Regions from separate parts of the Mus musculus genome. Here all the other regions are linked to region 2. Evidence: chromatin contacts called from public promoter capture Hi-C data. All regions are on one chromosome and are shown on one strand. The core of a region is the stretch at or near the end of the contact, and the rest is flanking DNA. Distances in the headings are between cores, read along the strand shown.

Region 1 (3,478 bases), core at 535-3,034, 280 kb before region 2:
ATCCACAAGGATAGAATATAAAAACAGCCAAATTGTGATGAGTGGTGGAATTCCAATAACTGTGAAGAAACTGCACAGTCAGAAAGGAAGAAAAGGGAAGCTACCGTGAGTGACTCCTTCAATTTCACAGCTGTCAAGGGCTCAACAGAGTGCTAGCCACTAGAATGGCAGAGGTGAATCCTACCTACTGACCTACTGACTTACTGACCTTGGATCTTGACCCCATTCTAGGTAACAGTGCTGTGTTCACCTCTCCTTTGCCTGCTGCTGACCTCACAGGACACCTGCTGGAGGAAGAGGAGGGTTGTCCTTGTAATCATGGAAACAGAAGTGCAGCCTATGTGACCCATCCCCCTGCTATTGCTTTTCTTACTAAGCACCAGGTGCTTCACCCTTGTCAATCTCTAGGAAATGAAATATTATAACAAGACATGGTACAACCCTAAGACACACAGTTTATGCCTTTGCTTCTCTTCTAGGTATAAAGCAACGTCCCAGTCCCATTCACATTAGAATGGCATTCAGCACTCACTTTTCCTTTATCTTCTTTCAAGAGGGACTTATTTATCATTGAGCCCATTCTCTCTGCCTGACCTGTTCCAGACACAGCAGCAGAATAGGGAAGAAAGCCTGGTGTCCCGCCCTTTAGAAACTTACAATGTGATGGAAGAAACAGGATGGAATTATTTTAAAATCCTTTTACTTATTCTTTTTCTATTACTTACTTCTGTGGACCAAATGCATGTCTTCCCTCCAAATAGCTGAGCTGGCAATATCATCAAAGGAACTGCAAAGCTTTTACATCCCTTTGTTCTTCCTGGGTGGCAAGTTTTATCCCTTTCAGAACCTTAGCAGCGCCTGGTTGCTGCCTTTATTCACTTTTTTCTGCATTCTTCAATGGACAAACCTCATTATAAAAAGTGACCAGACCCACACTCTTAACATTTCTGATTTCTTGGGAGTAATGGGACCCCTGCAAATCTTTATTAATGACAGTTTCAACACAAAGGAGACGGACAATTGTTTTTGTTTATTTGTTTTTTCTTTTTCCCAACCTTAGGTTTTCTGTTCATATTTGACTATAGTGAGTTGAATAAGCAAACCTCATTAATAGTTATTATTTTTCTAAAATTAGCCAGGGTCTGAGAAAACTGCAACTTATTTTAAGACAAAATGATCTTTGTGATGGGTGGTTCCCTGGACACCTCCCATTCCTCTTATTTTATTTCTTTCTCTGGCCCATCTCAAAACAATATATAATACTGAAAGGCTGAGATAAAGCATTTAAAGACAGGTGGAAAGCATTTAAAGGCTCAGAGGAAAAAACAAATAAAAATCAGCTTAAGGAACCTAGCTCTGGATTTATGTGTCACATACTAGACCTGCACTGCCTCAGACAGTGCCCATATAGCCACAAGAAATAGGCACACAATAGCTGAGGAGCTGAGGCTGGAGGAATGACTAGAGCCTACATGATTCCTAAAAGCAGAGCCCAGTTGGATCCACGTGAATCTGGGATGCTTGTGTGTGTGTGTGTGCCACATTCCCTACCAGTGGCTAAAAACCTTTCTCAGCCCTTGCTGCCATCAACTTTCATTGCCTTTTTACTTTTTCTTCTCTCTCACAGCTGATCTCCAGACGCCCGAAGAGAGTCACAGCTGCTATCTTTTCTCTGAACTAACAACCAGCCTTCAACTCCTGCACAACATTAACTGTCCCAGGGCTATGGAGAGAGTGAGTAGACAAATAACTCGCTTTTTTCTCTTCAGTTCAGTGTTTGTAACCTTGAATCATATGAAGTGTGGTGGTTTGAATAAGAATGTCTCCATAGGCTCACATATTTGAATATATGAGGTCATCAGGGAGTGGCACTGTTTGAAGATATTGGAAGGATTAGAAAGTGTGACTTTGTTGGAGAAGGTGTATCATCCGAAGGTGGATTTTTAAGTTTCAAAAGCCCATGACAAGCCCTAGTCTTTTTCTCTTTGCATGTGAAACAGGATATGGTTCTCAGCAACAGTTCCAGAGTCTGTCTGCATGCTGCCATGCCTCCTGCCATGATGATGAGGAACTAAACCTCTGAAATGGTAAGCAAGCTCCCATACATGTTTTCTAGGTTAGGCTGTCTCTTTGCATCAATACTCCAGTGACTAAGACATGAAGGAAATAATTTTAATACTGAATTATCACAGAATTAAAAAGTTGATGCTGATATGAACATCTGGTTCATCCTTATCAGTAATTTGTAACTTTAAAAAGAAAGGCTGAATTGTACTCATCCCTACACATGCACATGCAATGCCTTACACGCCCATGAGAGGACTGAGACAGGCAGACTCCATGGCAGGCTTCAAACTGGCAGTTCAGTAGACTAGGCCTAGATCTCTGCTTCCAAGAACTGGGCAAGTCCAGGTTAGTCAGTTACTGTAAAAACCCCAGGCCTCAGGCAGATAAGAAACTGCCCCACCATCAGAAGCTGACCCACCACCTGGCCTGAGGCAAGGGCAATAGGTCAGCAATAGTTTCCAGGCTTCCCCAACAACAGTTTCTAGCGCCCCCCCACCCCACCCCCCACACACCAGCAATGGTTCTGGAATGTCTCTAGATACAGAGCCAACTAATTAAGATAAAGGTTACCCACTCCTCCCTGAATGTGCTATAAATTGGGCCTGTGAGCTCACTTGGGGATCTCCATCTTGGTAAATGAAAGACCCCAACATGCTAGACTTCAACAGAATAAAACACACTTTACTTTTCCATACTTTTGAGTCTGGGATATCATTCTTCAGTAAATCATGGACCCTGACACATATACATGCAAACTCAAATACATGCACCCCTCACATGAACACACACACACACTTACGCGCCCCTAGCTGTATTATCTATTCAGACATTAATAGTTGGAGAAACTTGATAACTATTAGCCTGTTAGATACCTTTACGAGAGTGTAGAATTATAGGATGTGAAACAACTCAGGATGGATTTCTTTTAAAAGACCAAGCTAGCAAAATGGAAAGCTATTTAGAAGGAGAGAGATATAGAGATAGTGGGTATACCAAGTTAGAAGATGTGGAGGACGAATTATAACCAGTTAGAACCAAAGATGTCAAAATTCATCTAGTAAAAAAATAATGTCACACACACACACACACACACACACACACACACACACACACACACACACGTGAGAGGACTGAGACAGGCTAACTCCATGACAGCCTTCAAATCATCAGTTCAGGAGACAAGGCCTCGATGATTACCAGTATCTGTCAAGAACCTTCCATTGATGGCAAATATGTTTAGTACATTTGCAAATGAAATGATCTATAAAGCACAGGGAAACAGTTCCCTTACAATACATATTTTTGTTTGAAGATTTTGCCCAAAGTAATCAGCCCTAATTAACACTTAGCCCTGAAGCAGTGAGCAGGGCTAGCAGGCTCTACCTTTCCCTGCAGGGAGACTCTCCTGGAA
Region 2 (3,587 bases), core at 282-2,781:
CAGGGTTTTCCCCTACCAAAGAACATGGCCACTTGGGGAATGGGTGCTAAAACTTGAATTTCCAAGAAACTTTAGTTTCAGGGCAGGAATGTTCAACCTGTGGGTCGCGACCCCTCTGTGAGTCACATGACCCTTTCACGGGGCTCACCTAGGACCATCAGAAAACACAGATATTTACATTAGGATTTGTAACAGTAGCAAAAATACAGCTATAAAGCAGCAACAAAAATAATTTTAAGATGGGGGGATCACCACTACATGGGAAACAGCATTAAATTGTCACAGCATTAAGAAAGCTGAGAACCTGTTTTAGCGGCGTTTAAACTTCAGGGTTTGTTTACAACAAAAATCACTCATGCTTATTAAAGTCTTTTACAACGATCTTTCCTTACAGAAAGGCTAAGAACATGTGAGGGCATTTAAAAACACGGGGGCGTAGAGGGGTAGGAGTGAAGTTTTCCAACGAGACCGGTGAAAGGAAGTATTCAGCCTGGAAGTGGGCACCTGGGTACGTGCAATGTAGTATTCTTAATATAGCCAACCATCTAATTCCCCAAAACTGGGGCAGCACAGCTATTCTACCTAACTTACTGAGGATCTGGCCCAGGGAGTATCAGGAAGGGAGTCTGAAACTGGCAGTCCTTGAGAGTTGCTGAAAGCATTCTGATGTTTGTCTACCGGCGGGCAGAAAATAAGTCGTGACTTCTCAATTCTTAGGTAAGCCTCTGCCTGGAAGACTGAACCTGGAACCGCTACAGGCCTAGGGTAAACGTCCCGGAAGGGTGGAGGGTAAGGAAGCTGGATGGTTCCAGGAAGTGAGTGGGGAGGAGGAAGCTGTGGAACTGGAGCTGAGCCCACCGCATGGCTTCCCGGACGCCTGGCAGAGGGAGTCCCTGGCCAAGGTGCGCAGCATCACGCGCGCTCTTGGTAGGACTGACCCTTCGGTTCCCGACATCACTGAACCTCTGGCCCTGATTGCGGTTGTTTAAAATAAATAAATAATTTTTTAAAAGGTTGCGAAGTGGGCGGCGGCTAGGGTTTCTGTAGCTGAGTCACAGCTTTGCCAACTTTCACAACATTTCCCAGAAAAAAAAAAAAAAAAGACTCAGCCAAAGCCCACCACTCTCGTCCCCAGTTCTGTGTCATTTGACCCTCTGGGGGGGAGGAGGGGAAGGTAACGTCAGCCAGTACCACAACTAGTCCCCACTCAGCATGCAACTTCTCACCAGCGCCAAGCCTCGTGGTACCTGGAGCGCTAGCCAAGTGCCACCAAGCTCGGATGGAAGGAAGAAAAGAGAGCCGCGTCCTCACCTGCAGGACACTGACACCTCCACTCGTGTGGCGGGGATGGCCGCACTCAGCTGGTTCAAGTCCCCGATGCCCGTGGCGCTGGTGTAGCGGCTGTCCATCTCGAGCTGAGGAACGGAGCACTTGTCCCGAGCCCACATCCAAGCTGCGGCGGGCTGAGCGCTGCTCGGAGCGGAGCTCCGCACCGACGGGAAGGGGTGAGGGTGGAGGCAGAGGAAGGAGGCGGAGGCGGCGCGGGAAGGGGAGGGAGGAGGCGGACCTCGTCGCGAATCCGGCGACCGAGCCAGTCCTGGCAAAGCCGCCTCGGTCTCCCAAGTGGCGCTCCGGGCTGCTCCCGCCCTGGGGCAGCCCCCGGGCGGTGACTGGGTCTGCAGCTCGGGGGCTCTGGGCGTAGGGCGCAGAGACAGTAGGTGACCCGGACAGACACCGCGCCGTCTAGTGGGAGAGCCCCAGGCGCCGGCGATTGCCCCCCGCCCCAGCTGATATGCTCCCCACTTCGGGCTACTGGACTGATGTGGTGGTGGGGCAAGGGATGGCCACCAGCCTTTGACTCCTGGTGCAGAGGGGCGTGCCAATATATGGGGCAAGCTTGGGTGGAGTGGACGCTGTTGGGACAATCGCAGCGTTATAAGAGAGGTTTCAATGCGTCTGCCATCCCCTGCAACTTTTAGGCGAGGGTCTCCTTAAGGCAAGATCGGCGCCTTGCAACGCACTTGCCAAACCGCAGGGATTTCTGCCCTGAGGCCCGGGAGGTCGTAATAATAACTTATAATCTAGCTCCTCCTCAATCCTGCTCCTCAAGACCTGAAAGCAGGGCAGCGTAAAGCAGATGAGCAGCTCGGGTGACCGGGGAGTTTAGCAAATAGATTCCTGGCGGCGCGACTGGGAGTGGGCAAGACGCGGGGCGCCGCCGCAGCTTGCCGGGTAACCCCCACTTTCCTGCGCACACCTGACCCGAGGCGTCACTGCGGGTCTTCTGGCGATGGCCGCCAGGGGGCGGTGGAGAGCAGGGCGCCCAGCCTCAGGAGGGAGCGTGGCTGGCTCTAGCCCTGGCTCACCTGGAGAATCCTGGGCTTGTGACTGGTCTCCCTTGTGGTATTTTAATCCACTTGGAGCCACTTCCTTAAAGAATCTGTGTGGTTGCAGGGGAAATAGAGTGTAGATGCTTGCCGCTCTTCCCTGCCCCAAATGTTTGCGTCACTTTGGTCTTGTTTGCTTTCCCTGGTCGCCCCGCCCTCCCTTCACCACCCCTTAAATCCACCAGTTCTGTTTTTCTTTCTCTTCCCCCTATCACAAATTAAACTGCAGCTGATGACTAGAATTTTCCCTCAAGCTCTCTTATTGATGCCTGAAATTGATTTGGTGGAGGAGGTCTAGAGGGTTTTTTTTTTTAAGCAAACTAGAATTTTATTTTGCAGGCACCTCCTGAAGAAATAAAAGGTAAGGACTTTAGTGCTCAACCCAGAGGCCTTCTCCGAATTTTCCACTTTATCTAGGTCCATATGTGTGTGTATCTGAATGCATTGATTTACATGCACAATAGCATGCAGGTATTTAAAGTGTGCCCTCTGATGGATTACGATCGGTATCAACCCGCTAAACCATCACCACACCAAAATAATAAACCATTCCCTCGCCCCAAAAGCTTCTTGTGTCTCTTTTGTAATCAATCCCTGCTTTCGCCATTAAAACAACACTTCATCTTTAATTTAAATACCACAGAATATGGCACACTCCATGCCTAACCCGGTTTCTTTCCGTCTGTAAAATTCTTTGCAGTTTCATCTACGATAACAGGTGCATCAATAGTGAATAATCTTCCTTTTAGAGACTTGCCACAAATTGGTCACCCACTCATCTTGATGAACAGTGTACTTGCCCCTGGGTTTGGGCTATTACATACGAGACTGCTGTGAACGCTGGCATATGGGTCTTTTGTGGGCATAAGCTTTCATCACACTGGGCAAGTAGAAATAGAATAGCCAGATGAAAGTGGAAGAGTACACGTAATTTCTTAAGAAATTACTGAATTGTTTTTACAAACTAGTTTTACTATTTTCTATCCTAAAGTAATATATGATGGCCAATTTTATCTATGAGAGTTTTTTTGTTTGTTTGTTTGCTGTTTTGGTTTAGTTTATGCCCATGTCAATGCTAAAAACCCTTGGCATATATATATATATATATATATATATGTATATATATATATGTATATATATATATTATACACACATACATACATATATAAAAATATATTTTGTTTTCTTCTTGTAATTTTA
Region 3 (3,657 bases), core at 519-3,018, 360 kb before region 2:
CAGCTTCCAGAGCCAGCTTCTCAGTGATCTCAAATATCACTTGAAGATTTACTGACGTAATGCATTGTAAGACCTCTTGAAACAATGCATTTCCTAGTGTGTAAGGGTTTTTTTTGGAGGGGGGGGAGGGGTGTTTTGTTTTGTGGTTTTTTTTTTTTGTTTTTTGATGGTTTTTTGAGACAGGGTTTCTCTGTATAGCTCTGGCTGTCCTGGAACTCACTTTGTAGACCAGGCTGTTAATCCCAGCACTCAGAAAGCAGAGGCAGGCAGATTTCTGAGTTCGAGGCCAGCCTGGTCTACAAAGTGTGTTCCTAACATTCCTGAAAACAGGTTTAGCTCACGACAGAGAAGGAAAGTGAACCAACAACACATTATTTTAGCTAAGAGTGGTGCAGTCATACAGCTTTAACCATTTGAGGAATACAGGGAAGAACTTTAATACAGAATGTGATTTTCTATGAAGGATACTACTTGAATATTTTAATATAAATATATAATTATTGCTCAGAGAAAGACTGTGGAACCACAGGCTAAGTTGCATTGCCTTGGATAATTGTGGTAATTTGATATATTATTTCCTAAGAATAGTGAAGGAATGACACTAAATTAAAAAGATATGACCTTCTGTTATTAAAAATGAGCAAGCATTTATGTGTTCAGTGGCTCTTTTGTGTCTGAAATGGAACAGTTTAGTTAAATACACGGATTAAATTTTCAAGCAAACAATATAAAATTGAAAGCAATATAAAATTCCCATGGGAAGTCTTCAAAATAGGATTTCTCATTGCAGTTCATAACTCCTTTATAAATTCTTTTGGCAGATGTTTGCTGAGCATTCAAAAGTAGGTGCTCATTTGAAAAATGAAATGGTCAGGGGTAGTCAATATGCGCTGCTTGTCTATTTTCTAGCTATTATTTCATTCACACTTCATGAATCTATTCAGAACACACATTCATCTTCTGTGGTGCTATTGAAATGTTTGACTGTGAATGACAGGAAGTGCCACAGACCGGGCCTAGTGGCCCCCCTCAATCCATGGGAATCAGGGTCTCAGACAGATGGGCATAGAGTCGGTAAAAATGGGGTGACAAACAGACAGGACACAAGGGAGTGTGCTGAATCTGAATGTCATTTGTCAAATTGAGCATCAAATTTTTTTTTAATATTTTTTATTATTACATATTTTCCTCAATTACATTTAGAATGCTATCCCAAAAGTCCCCCATACCCTCCCCCCCCACTTCCCTACCCACCCATTCCCATTTTTTGGCCCTGGCATTCCCCTGTACTAGGGCATATAAAGTTTGCCTGTCCAATGGGCCTCTCTTTCCAGTGATGGCTGACTAGGCCATCTTTTGAAACATATGCAGCTAGAGTCAAGAGCTCCGGGGTACTGGTTAGTTTGTAATGTTATTGTACCTACAGGGTTGCAGATCTCTTTAGCTCCTTGGATACTTTCTCTAGCTCCTCCATTGGGGGCGCTGTGCTCCATCCAATAGCTGACTGTGAGCATCTACGTATGTGTTTGCTAGGCCCCGGCCTAGTCTCACAAGAGAAAGCTATATCAGGGTCCTTTCAGCAAAATCTTGCTAGTGTATGCAATGGTGTCACCGTTTGGAGGCTAATTATGGGATGGATCTCTAGATATAGGGAAGTTAGGTGATACATCGGTAAGGTACAATGAGGTTACCGGATGCTTAATGACTCTTACACAGAACAGAGGAATGTAAACACAAAGACTGGCAGGAACTGGGTAATAAAACAACTGAGACAAATTCAGCTCTATCTAAGGTCACCTATAGTCTTAGAAGCCAGGTGTGAGGTCTTTACACTCCCAGGGCAAGGGCTTTCAAGTCCAAGTCATGGTTCTAATTAAGGAGTTCCACTCTAGCTAACCTTCTCACGAATAATGCAATACTCTAAAACCACAGCCTGATCTACTTCCTAAACCACTGTAAATTCCTGTATATGGGAGCAACTTGGCTTTTATTCTAAGTGATAGTGGGGGGGGGGGCTTTCTACTAATAAGTAATGTAGTCTGCCATACATAACTATAATAAGAATTCTAAACTTACTTTGCTAAGCTTGCCCTGAGATTTCTAACTCTATGTAGTAGATAGCAATGCCTGATTTCTTTCACTATCTCTCTTGCAATACTAGAGGCAATTCTGAATGTCACTTAATAGGCAACACCTTACTGAATTCTAAGCCCAAGGTCGGCTCAAGGACTACCTAGAGCATTGGTGAAGGCCAGGAAGCAAAGTTCGATTTTGCTTAGGTTTTTGACAAGTCATTGCTCAGAGGCACCTACAACAAAACAATACTGAAAGGAAGCACACAGATCCATTCCCAAGGACAAAATTGGAGCATACGTGCTATGGAATGCCACAGTTCCAGGAGACTAAGTTTCCGTGAAACTCTTTGCCTCAGGACTGCATCCAGGCTTTTGTCCTATCATGCATGTCACTACTGGAGTGGATGTAGCAATAAAGCCAATGAAGGGAAAGTCAGGGAAACTCAGCTATTCACCCACTAGTATTACAGGTTAAGACATATGCAATGAATATTGGCGTTTAATGAGAAGTCCTTACTGTAAATTGCCCTTTTCTGGTATCTGTGAAGATAACAGAAACATACATATACAATCACACAGACACATGCACACCAATAAAACATAAATCTTCAATACAAGGTTATTCTTTATTTACAGTGACTACTGACCAATAGTACCCACCAGAGAGTATGAACTTATCTTTTTCACCAGTTATTGAATATTTTTAATTACTTACAGTGTTTGCTGTGACAAGTCACACACAAAGTGTAATATGGAAGGAAAATATTTAGTCCTATACACGATTTCTCACGAGACCAGATTTAATCCTAGTGGTACAACTTTATGACCTTAGAGAAATCACTAGATCACTCCACAACTAAGTTTACCTATCTTTTAAAAAGTAGTCACAGTTCTTATAGCTAAGATATTAAAGGTATAACGAAGTATGTAAGCTTTGGAAGAGTCAAATATAGCAGTATTTAACATACTACTTTTTTCCTTGTGAAATATGTTTATTTAGAATTCTTAGAGGATTGGATATGATCAAGATACACTGTGGAATACCTGTGTGGAGTTATGAAAGGATAAATAAAAGATCTATTTAAAGGGAGAATTCTCAGGCCCAGTGGCATAACTACATTGGTATAATGATGGTCTCGCATGCTTGAAGCTCCTAGAAAAAGAAATTTCAAGTCAAAGAACAGATATAATATTGACTTATCAATGCAACCTTTTCTAAAGCTGGATTATATTTCTGCTTTGTTGAAAGTGTGGGCATTTAGATGAAGTGTAGACTTTCCATTATTAAAATAGACATGTATGTCCTCTTTATAACTGATGACAATTACCTTGTAGTGCCTGTTTAGAAATTATATATGCAATATATATATAATTTATATATAATTATATATTAATATATAATATATATTATGTATATGATATTTGAGGATAGATAATACATTATAGAGAGAAAATGGATTCATACATGGAGTGAGAAAGAAACAGATATTTTAATCCTTAAAAATTGAAACCTGTTTCTATATTACTTCTATTTTATTAGTTATTTCATAAGCATCCCTGTTAACTGTTAGCTGTTCAGGAA

The links. Promoter capture Hi-C pulls out the DNA fragments that hold promoters and counts their contacts.
Region 1: a contact with region 2 is called in a promoter capture Hi-C map of the SN4741 cell line, with 2.7 times the contacts expected there. The contact joins the enhancer-like site here to the promoter of Cpne8 in region 2. A contact is called at or near these places in 3 of 39 promoter capture datasets (the 3T3-L1 cell line, the SN4741 cell line and cranial neural crest), 1 of 484 Hi-C or Micro-C datasets (neural progenitor cells) and 1 of 115 datasets of contacts at active chromatin or transcription factors (forebrain).
Region 3: a contact with region 2 is called in a promoter capture Hi-C map of trophoblast stem cells, with 5 times the contacts expected there. The contact joins the enhancer-like site here to the promoter of Cpne8 in region 2. A contact is called at or near these places in 8 of 39 promoter capture datasets (3T3-L1-derived adipocytes, the C10 cell line, cranial neural crest and 4 more), 1 of 484 Hi-C or Micro-C datasets (cerebral cortex), 4 of 115 datasets of contacts at active chromatin or transcription factors (embryonic basal ganglia, embryonic stem cells, forebrain and 1 more) and 1 of 9 other capture datasets (pancreatic islet).

The regions. Positions count from the first base shown.
Region 1 is chr15:90,400,262-90,403,739 of GRCm38.p6, forward strand. No RefSeq gene overlaps it. Among named protein-coding and RNA genes, the nearest start is that of Gm36480, 48 kb to the left of the region's middle. Within about 2 kb of position 1,785, at least 24 of the 459 cell types and tissues checked have an H3K27ac peak or open chromatin away from gene starts, as enhancers often do. A contact at or near this core is called in the SN4741 cell line, where this site is marked.
Region 2 is chr15:90,677,857-90,681,443 of GRCm38.p6, forward strand. It overlaps Cpne8 (copine VIII), which reads right to left and starts at 1,532. Exons shown (of 20, transcript NM_025815.2): 1 at 1,312-1,532. The coding sequence starts at 1,448.
Region 3 is chr15:90,317,008-90,320,664 of GRCm38.p6, forward strand. No RefSeq gene overlaps it. Among named protein-coding and RNA genes, the nearest start is that of Gm36480, 35 kb to the right of the region's middle. Within about 2 kb of position 1,769, at least 1 of the 459 cell types and tissues checked has an H3K27ac peak or open chromatin away from gene starts, as enhancers often do. A contact at or near this core is called in trophoblast stem cells, where this site is marked.